Regions from separate parts of the Mus musculus genome. Here region 1 is linked to region 2. The links are chromatin contacts, called in public promoter capture Hi-C maps. All regions are on one chromosome and are shown on one strand. Each heading gives the region's core, a stretch centred on a gene start, on an enhancer-like site or on the middle of the called end of the contact. The rest is flanking DNA. Distances are from core to core; before and after follow the strand shown. Region 1 holds the start of Mkrn2 (makorin, ring finger protein, 2). Region 2 holds the start of Tmcc1 (transmembrane and coiled coil domains 1).

Region 1 (4,599 bases), core at 1,687-4,186, 590 kb before region 2:
AATTTTCCCAGTAGTCCCTTTAATTCTGGACTCTAAAGCCAGAGCCATGTGGCCAAAGCTGCCAAGTTCTGCTGCTTGCTGGGGCTGGAACATGGCCCCATGTTCTATTACATTATCACTAACTAGCTTTCTGTTTTCTAACTCCTTCACTACCTAACCTTGGCTATCCTGGAACTTGCTCTGTAGACTGACTTTGAACTCAGAGATCTGCATGCTTGTCTCCTAAACACTGGGATTAAAGGTGTGGGCCACCAAACCTGGATTTAAGTTTTTCTTCACCTGCCGGGCGGTGGTGGCACACGCCTTTAATCCCAGCACTTGGGAGGCAGAGGCAAGTGGATTTCCAAGTTCAAGGCCAGCCTGGTCTACAGAGTGAGTTCCAGGACAGCCAGGGCTACACAGAGAAACCCTGTCTCGAAAAACTCCCCCTAAAAAGAAAAAAAAAAGGTTTTTCTCTACCTAGAACTTGCTCTGTTCTAGGCTGGCCTTGAACTCAGAGATCTGCTTGTCTTTGCCTCCTGGGATTAAAGGCTTCTGCTACTGGATCTAAATTTAGCTGGGTGGGATCTTGCCACAAAGTCACCACCCCCTAAATTCAATTTAATATCCTTCAGCTCCATTTCACTTCCTGGTGCCCCTTTAATACTCAAACCATATATTTTTATATTTTTCCATTATCAGCTGGCTGCACTTGTTTAAAATGCTCTTCATGAGGCTTAACCAGAAAACAAAGTCTATGATGGGCTTTTCTGAGGCTTCCTTTGTCAATGCAATCAATCTGTGTCTCTTCACTTTAGCCTCAGGCAGACTCTTCAGACAAGAGCATATTCTTCACCAAAAATACCACAAAAACAGTCTCTAGCCCACAAACTGAAATTCTCCCCTGAAACCTCTTGGGCCAGGTCAGCACAATTCAAATCACTCTCAGTAACAAAGTCTTCCGTATTCCTGCTAGGATAACCCACTAATCCCTTTTTAAAGCATTCCACTGCTTTCCAAATCCAAAGTCCCCAAATCTATATTCTTCCAAACAAAAGCATGGTCAGGCCTAGCACAGGGTTTTACTGCTGTGAATAGACACCATGACCAATACAAGTTTTATAAAGGACAACATTTAATTGGGGCTGGCTTACAGGTTCAGAAGTTCAGTCCATTATCATCAAGGCAGGAACATGGCAGCATCCAGGCAGGCATGGTGCAGGTAGAGCTGAGAGTTCTACATCTTTGTCTTTTTTTTTTTTTTTTTTTTTGAGACAGGGTTTCTCTGTATAGCCCTGGCTGTCCTGGAACTCACTTTGTAGACCAGGCTAGCCTCGAACTCAGAAATCCACCTGCCTCTGCCTCCTGAGTGCTGGGATTAAAGGCGTGAGCCACCACGCCCGGCTCTGCATCTTTGTCTTAAGGCTGCTAGTGGGAGACTCACTTCCAGGCAGCTAGGATGAGGATCTTAATGCCCACACTCACACTAACACACCTACTCTAACAGGGCCACACCTTCAAATAGTGCCATTCTCTGGGCAAGCACATACAAACCATCACAGGCATGCACTACCACAATTGGCCGTGGGCACAGTCTTCTGCAGATCTTTTGTAGGTAGCCACAGCTACTGAGTGTTCCTAAGTCTAAAGCTATGTCATGTCGGGAGACAGCATTCCATGGCACTCTCCCAACCCTCCAGCTTTTACATTCTTTCTCCCCCTTCCATGATATTCTCAGAGCCTTGCTAGCAAGGTCAGGGTATTGGCACACATGTTCTATTTAGAGCTGAGCATTCAGAAGTCCTTACCTGTTTTTACAGTGTACCACCTCTATAAAATGAAAAGAATACCCATAATGTTTCCAGAGTACTATGCTGTTCATTTTTTCTTCTTCTTCTTTTTTAAATTTATTTATTATATGTAAGTACACTGTTGCTGTTTTCAGACACACCAGAAGAGGGCACCAGATCTCATGATCTCATTTCGGCTGGTTGTGAGCCACCATGTGGTTGCTGGGATTTGAACTCAGGATCTTCAGAAGAGCAGTCAGTGCTCTTAACCGTTGAGCCATCTCTCCAGCCCCCTGCTGTTCATTTCTATACAATGCCAACTCAACACAATAAACCAGGAGACACTTTTTCAAAGCTGATAACACAACTGTAGTTTGCAAAAATCCAAATTATATATATGTACATACTGCTTCAGTGTCTGCCTCCAGATTCCTGCCTTGAGTTATGTACGTATGTATGTATGTATGCATGTATGTATGTATGTATGTATGTACACAAAAAGATCAGTACGGGGAGAGGATATTTGGTGTGGATATAATCAAATACATTGTACACATGTATGAAATTATCCAAAAATAAATAAATAAATAAAAATTCTTACTAGAGGATGGCTCAGTGGTTAGGAGCACTGGCTGTTTAGTTGGGGACCAGGGTTCAGTTCCCAGCACCGACATGGTAACTCACAATCGTCTGCAACTCCAGTTTCAGGTGATCTAACTCCCTCTTCTGGCTTGCACCAGCACTGCATTCCACTTGGTGTACAGCCACACATGCAGGCAAAAACACTCATATCATAAAATAAAGATAAATAGTAAAATTACTTTTATCATCATTAACATCATCAATCATCATCATCATCATCTTAAAAGACTGCCTTGAGAGATGGGGGCCGAACCCTAGAAGTAAGGGCCTCGCAGATGATTGGTAAATTCAGTATACTAGACATGCTCAGACCCTTAGCCTCAGAAAGTTGGGATCCGGACTACTAAGGAGTAGGGACCTTCCGGCTCCAGGCCCTGGCGGAACCCATTGTGATGGTGGTTAGGTTTCCGGGCGGCACCTTAGAAGTAGCGCACGAACGAGGGTGGCGCGCGCAGGAGTGACGCGACTCCGCGGGGGGCGGGGCGGGGCGGGGAAGGGCGGGGCGGGGCCGGGCTGGGCCACGGCGCTGGCGGCTCTGAGGTTTCAGTGCGACTCCAGCCCGTGGCCCCGCCGCCATGAGCACCAAGCAGGTCACCTGCAGGTGAGTGCGCGGCCCCTCTGGGCCTTGGGCGCTGCGGGGCAGCCAGGGAGGGAGGCGAGGGGCCGAGGCGGGCGGTGGCGGGGGGCGGACAGCGCGGATAACGCGCAGGAAGGCCGCATAGAGGCTAGAGCGGCAAGAGCTGCTGCAACCGCGACTTGCAGAGAGTGAGCGAGGGCGATTGCGGGGAAACACGGGCAGGTCGCATTTCTTATCCAGCATCACCACTGAGCCTCCGAAGAGTCCCATTTCGAGATGCAGGAAACCGAGGCCACCAGAGGTAAAGCGACACCCATTTAGGAACAGAAAGGCGGCTTGTTAGACGAAGTGGAAAGCAGAAAACTATTCCGTGACTACTATTTTGAAACAAAAATAGTTGGGTTGAGTAGCAACGTACTAACTTGGTGACGAGCTTGTGGCTGTCATTGGGGTCTAGTCCTGTGAGTTTGCATGCTCAGGAGGTGCAGCTTGGGAAGTAAGGCTTGTGAGAATCCCGACTGTGGAAACCCAAATTTCAAAAGGCTCCAAAATCCAATACTCTTAAGATACCTAAATAGAAGGCGGGCGGTGGTGGCGCACGCCTTTAATCCCAGCACTGGGAGGCAGAGGCAGGTGGATCTCAGTTAGTTGAAGCCAGCCTGGTCTATAGAGGGAGTCCAGGACAGCAAAGGCTACACAGAGAACTTTTTCAGGGTATGTGTATAAGCATATGTGAAATGATGAATTCTGTGTTTAGACTCTTGTACTATCCCCAAGACCTTATGTACATGAAAATACTGTAAAGTACAAAAAAAATTAAAGACTCTCCTGAGCCCAAGCTTTTTGGATTAAAGGAGCCTCGGCTTATACAGACTTTAGTTGGTTTCAGTAAATTAAGAAATTGAGATGTAGTTTGGATATGTGGTAAGCATTTAATGACCTTGTTATTTCTCATTAGTGCAGACTCCTAGAACTAATACCTTTATGAAGAGTTCTGTTCGACTTAAGATATTAAGGGTTGAACCATGTACCAAGGTCCCAGGTGGTTTATGTTAAGTAGTAATCAGAAAACTGCAGTTTGTGTATGTCTGTGTGTGTCTGTGTGTATGCATATGCTAGTTTTGTGTTAACTTGACAAAGTTGACATGAGACATCATCATTTGGGAAGAGGGAACCTCTTGGTTGATAACTGATGTGGGAGGACCCAGCTCACTGTGGGTGGTGCCACCTCTGGGCTAGTGGTCCTGGGTGCAGTAAGAAAGGCTGAGCAAGCCAAGAGGGTCAAGCCAGTCAACAGCACTCTCCTTGCTTCTGCATTAGCTCCTGCCTGGAGTCCTGCACTGGCCTCCCATAGTGATGGAGTAAGACACTTAAGTAGAAGATACCTACAAGTCTAAGCTCTCCTCCCAAAGTCGCTTTAGGTCCTGGTGATTTATCACAGCAATGGGAACTTTTCGGCAGTCCTGTAACAGTGCTTGCAGGTCATCGCTACTAGAACGTCTCTGTTGAGGATGAGTGAATGGGTACTTACTCCCTTCCGTCTGCAGGAGGACGTGTTCCTACCACAGTGGCCTTTAAAGCAGACTCAAGCTACTTAGAAAATAACCTCTA
Region 2 (4,122 bases), core at 926-3,425:
TCTGTCTGTTGCTGCACATACTGAAACAATAACTGCATGGCTACAACAGAGGCTGTGTGCCTCAAAGCTAAAATATTTACTTTCTTCTTCACAAACAAACAAACAACAAACCCAAAGCGCTTACTGCCTGCTGTCCTCTAGTCACTGAAATGGTCATGCCTGCTTATTTGTTGTCTATGCCTCTGCTCCACACCCAGAATGCAGCTCACTGAGGCAGAAGCCTTGTTCTGTTCCTTTATTATAATCTAAAAAGAATTCTGGGCCAGAGTAAAGGCTCAGTAAATATCTGGTGAATGAGTGAATGGTTCATAAATGTTCTTGGGTTTATGCTTTCTCCTATAGAAAAGGGCTATCATTCCAGTAGAGATGAACCAAACAGTTCAAATTGCTGGTGTTCACCAACTAGTCCAAGACACTGAAACTCCAAGAGGTTTATGCTCATGAAAGACTCAACAACTGAGAGGTGACATAACACTGTCACTGTTTGTGCTTCTGTTTATCTTAAGATGCAAATACTCTGAGAAATCTCATTTCCTATACAGAGTACATGGTACTGATATCCCGTCAAGTCTTTAATAAGCGTCCATAATGACAAGATATCTAGATCATGTGCTAATGAATTTTTAATATCTAGAATTTTCCTATGGGGCTCATCAACTATCTAGTCTGTAAGCAGATGAGAATTCTTTAGAAATTAAAAGGTTACCACCCACAAACCAGAAGCAGCTTTTTAATCTTTCTCTACTAGCCAGAGAGTGGGTGTGTAAGTTCAAAAAACACAACCAATTCTGTTGGTGGAGGGCAAGGTACTGTTGATCTAAAATCCCACCTCTAAGTATCTCTGTTACGAGACACTGATAAAACTACCACCCACTCACAATTTCAGTCTCAATCTGTAAATGAAAGTTGGGGGGTAAGACCCCAGGTCCTGGAGGATTTTATATCTTACCATTTCTATTAAGGTTTTCCTCCAAGCTTTGTGACAATTTCTTTATGCAAATTCTATACACTCAAAGACAAAGGTTTAGTTTAATTTCTAAAATTTAAGATACAGGACAGGGAGAGGAACAAATCAAACTTGTGCTATATTCTAAAGTTGTTACCTGCTTTTTCAATCTTGGGGTTTTTACTGTGTTTGTTTTCTTTCTATTTTTCTTTTTTCCTTAAAAGAAAAGCCAATTTAGGAATTCCAGGGACGCATGTGCACATGGATCTTTTGACAACTATGTCAGGCTATGACAACAACCATTTTAGAAGGGGTGCATGGTAGTCGTTTTTTTTTTTTTTCCAATAAAACCTAAGCCTGGACATTGGTTATGATCTATGAAGACTAAGGTAAAACGTGACACCAGAGCACAGAGAGATATTCTCCAAGAGCTCAAGTGGGCTACCTCCAGAAGCCCCAGCAGCAGATCCAGTAGGGGAACCTCCATCAACGCTGTCCAGGGATGGAGTGGGACAGACACTGAATCACTGGACCAACACCGTCCACACTTTGGCTGAGGCTGAAATCTCAGGTTTTGTAGCGAAATGCATCTCACTGCGGGCCCCCTGCTCTCCACAAAAAGGGTTAATAAAGGGCATCCTAACCACCTAGACTCCCATCTCACCTATTCTTCGCAGGACAGCGGGTTTCCTCCTCCAAGTTAAACCACGAGTTCAAAATCAAAACAAAAGGTGCAAGACTGGTTTCAGGTGGCAAGGGCTGACTTTCGGTGGCCAACTTATGGGTACCGCAGGGCCGGACGAGGGAGGACTCTCAGACCTCGGCTAGCCAGGAGGCCTTGGGCCTGGGCGCGAGTCCTCACACGCCCCTCGCTCAGCTCTGCCCAAAGGAGAGCGGGGGAGAGTGCCCGAGCGGGGGCGGGGGCGGGGGTTGTCCCAATGACAGGCAGAAGGCCCGGAGACGCGGGGTCCGGCCGGAGGCCCGGGGCTTCGGCGCCGCCAGAGCGACCAGAGGTCCGATCCGCGCCAGGCCTCGAGGAGGCCCCGCGACCGCGACGGGCCGCGCTAAAGAGATCGCCCGTCCCCACCCACGGCCTGGGCCAGTCCTACTCACCGGTGGAGAGACGACGGACAGCCGGCGTCTCCGCCAGCGCCGCGGCTCGGTCTCCAGCGCCGGCTCCTGCAGCTGCCGCCGCCGCGCCCGGTCCATCCCCACCCCGACCACCCCCCCCTCCCGGCCCGCCCCCCGCGCCGCCTCAGCCGCTGCCGCCGCCGCCTCCGCCGCCGCTGCCACGGCCCCGGCGCGCGAGCGCGAACCAGCGCGAGGGAACGACAGCTAGAACGAGAACGCGCACCCCGTCGCCACAGCCGCCCACAACCTCCGCCTCCCGCCGACAGCGCATGCGCAAGGCGGTGCCGAGCGGGACCGCGCACGCCGTGGGGGCGTGACCCGACCCAGAGGTGTAGCCACGCCTCAGGCCCACCCCCCCACGCGGGCGCAGGTCAAGTAAGCGGAGGCGCTGCAGGTGGTGCGGCATCCTCCGCCAGAGTTTTTCCTGACCGTTCCTGCAGTTCAGACGCTGAAGCATTTCAGCATCTCGGCTCTTCGACTCCTCGGCTTGTCGTTCTTTAGCCTCTCAACCCCTCGGACCGTGGGCTCTTCAGCTTCTCGGCTCTTCCACCTCTGGACCCCACGTATCCTCAGCCCCTTTCTCTGCTTTTCGGGTGCCCTCAGAGCCTCAGTAACTCAGGCCAGCTGTCCTGCTAAACAGGCTAAAGCTAATTTCTGGGACCCACTCCTCCGAGTCGCACAATTCTCTCTACCTTGACTCCCAGGGCCTTCCAACTAGGGACTGGCTTTAGGTCAATGACAAAACCCCTAGTAGCTCATCTCTTTAATTATCGGGATGTCTCTAACTCAGTCGTCCGTCACTAAGATGGCAAAGCTTCTTCCGGTATTGGAGGATCTGTGAGTGGAAAACGGTAATAAACAGAGTCCATTGGCTCGTGAAGTTTGAAAGCTGATGGAGACCAAATGGGCGAAATGTAGTTGGGGATGATGGAGCTACAGTCCAATTTAACAATCCTTAAGTTGCAAAGAGTGCACTGGGGTGAGGACACGGCCTGGCCAGAAGGGGAGCTAAGGGGCTACTGGTCAGGGTGCTGCAGTCAGGACCTAGACTGCACGTGAAAAGAGGTAGATAAAAAAGGTTTGGGACTTCTGAGAGTTTCAGGAAGCCTTTGAGCTTTTCTTCAGCCGTGGTTGCAGGGCTAGGAACTTGATTATTATGTCTGATTTTAAATTATTATGCAGCCATGTGAAAAGTGGCCTGGGTGAGGGAGGTCATTCAGGAAGCAACTGGCAAGATGGTGAAAGCAAGGACGCAGTGTGCTCATAGAGAAAAACATTGGGAGTAAAATGGATATACATTTTGATAAATTAAAGGAAAGGTGAAGGAGAAGGAGGTGGCAGGGTTGACTCAGATTGGAGGGTGGTGAGGATGAGCTTGCACATGTAAGGGGCAGCATGAATAAAGCCACCAAGGAAAATGATCAGAAAATGAAGGCTAAGCATGTATGCCATTGTAAAAAATAATAATAATAAGCTGATTTTAAAAAATGGGTGATAAACCTAAAGATAAGACTGAAAAGAAAGAAGAAAATACAGAAAAGTCTTTGTATCCCTGAGTTAGGCAAAGATTTATTTTAAAGTCATGAACCATGACATTATTTGATAAGTTAAATTTTATCAAAATTCATGTTGTTTATAAACATTTGAGTAATTAAAAAAGCAAATTACTGATGATAAATGAACTCAGAAGTAGAGTATATCCAATGAAAGTCTTGTCTAGTCTAGGAGATGTAAGGCCTTTTCTTTCAGGGCTGAGGATTGAACTGGCCTGCTAAGTAAGTGCTAAACTACACAGTTACCTCCTCTGCCCGAAATAATAGGACAAACAACCCAATAAAACAGTAGGCAAAAAGCTTTGGTAAGTATTTCACAAGATGTAAAAATGGCCATTAACCAACAAAAGGTAACATTTTACTCATCTAGGGATTTGCAGATTCAAACTACAGTATCCACACTGTCATTTGAGTAGCTAAAATTAAAGACTGGTAACCTACCTGTTATACTTCTCTCCTTAGCCATACTTAATTTTTAAAAGCAAAAGAAAA

The links. Promoter capture Hi-C pulls out the DNA fragments that hold promoters and counts their contacts.
Region 1: a contact with region 2 is called in a promoter capture Hi-C map of pre-B cells, with 2.6 times the contacts expected there. The contact joins the promoter of Mkrn2 here to the promoter of Tmcc1 in region 2. A contact is called at or near these places in 1 of 39 promoter capture datasets (pre-B cells), 2 of 484 Hi-C or Micro-C datasets (CD4 T cells and CD8 T cells) and 1 of 9 other capture datasets (liver).

Annotation. Positions count from the first base shown.
Region 1 is chr6:115,599,002-115,603,600 of GRCm38.p6, forward strand. Mkrn2 (makorin, ring finger protein, 2) reads left to right here and starts at 2,937. Exons shown (of 8, transcript NM_023290.3): 1 at 2,937-3,012. The coding sequence starts at 2,987.
Region 2 is chr6:116,191,199-116,195,320 of GRCm38.p6, forward strand. Tmcc1 (transmembrane and coiled coil domains 1) reads right to left here and starts at 2,176. Exons shown (of 6, transcript NM_177412.1): 1 at 2,060-2,176.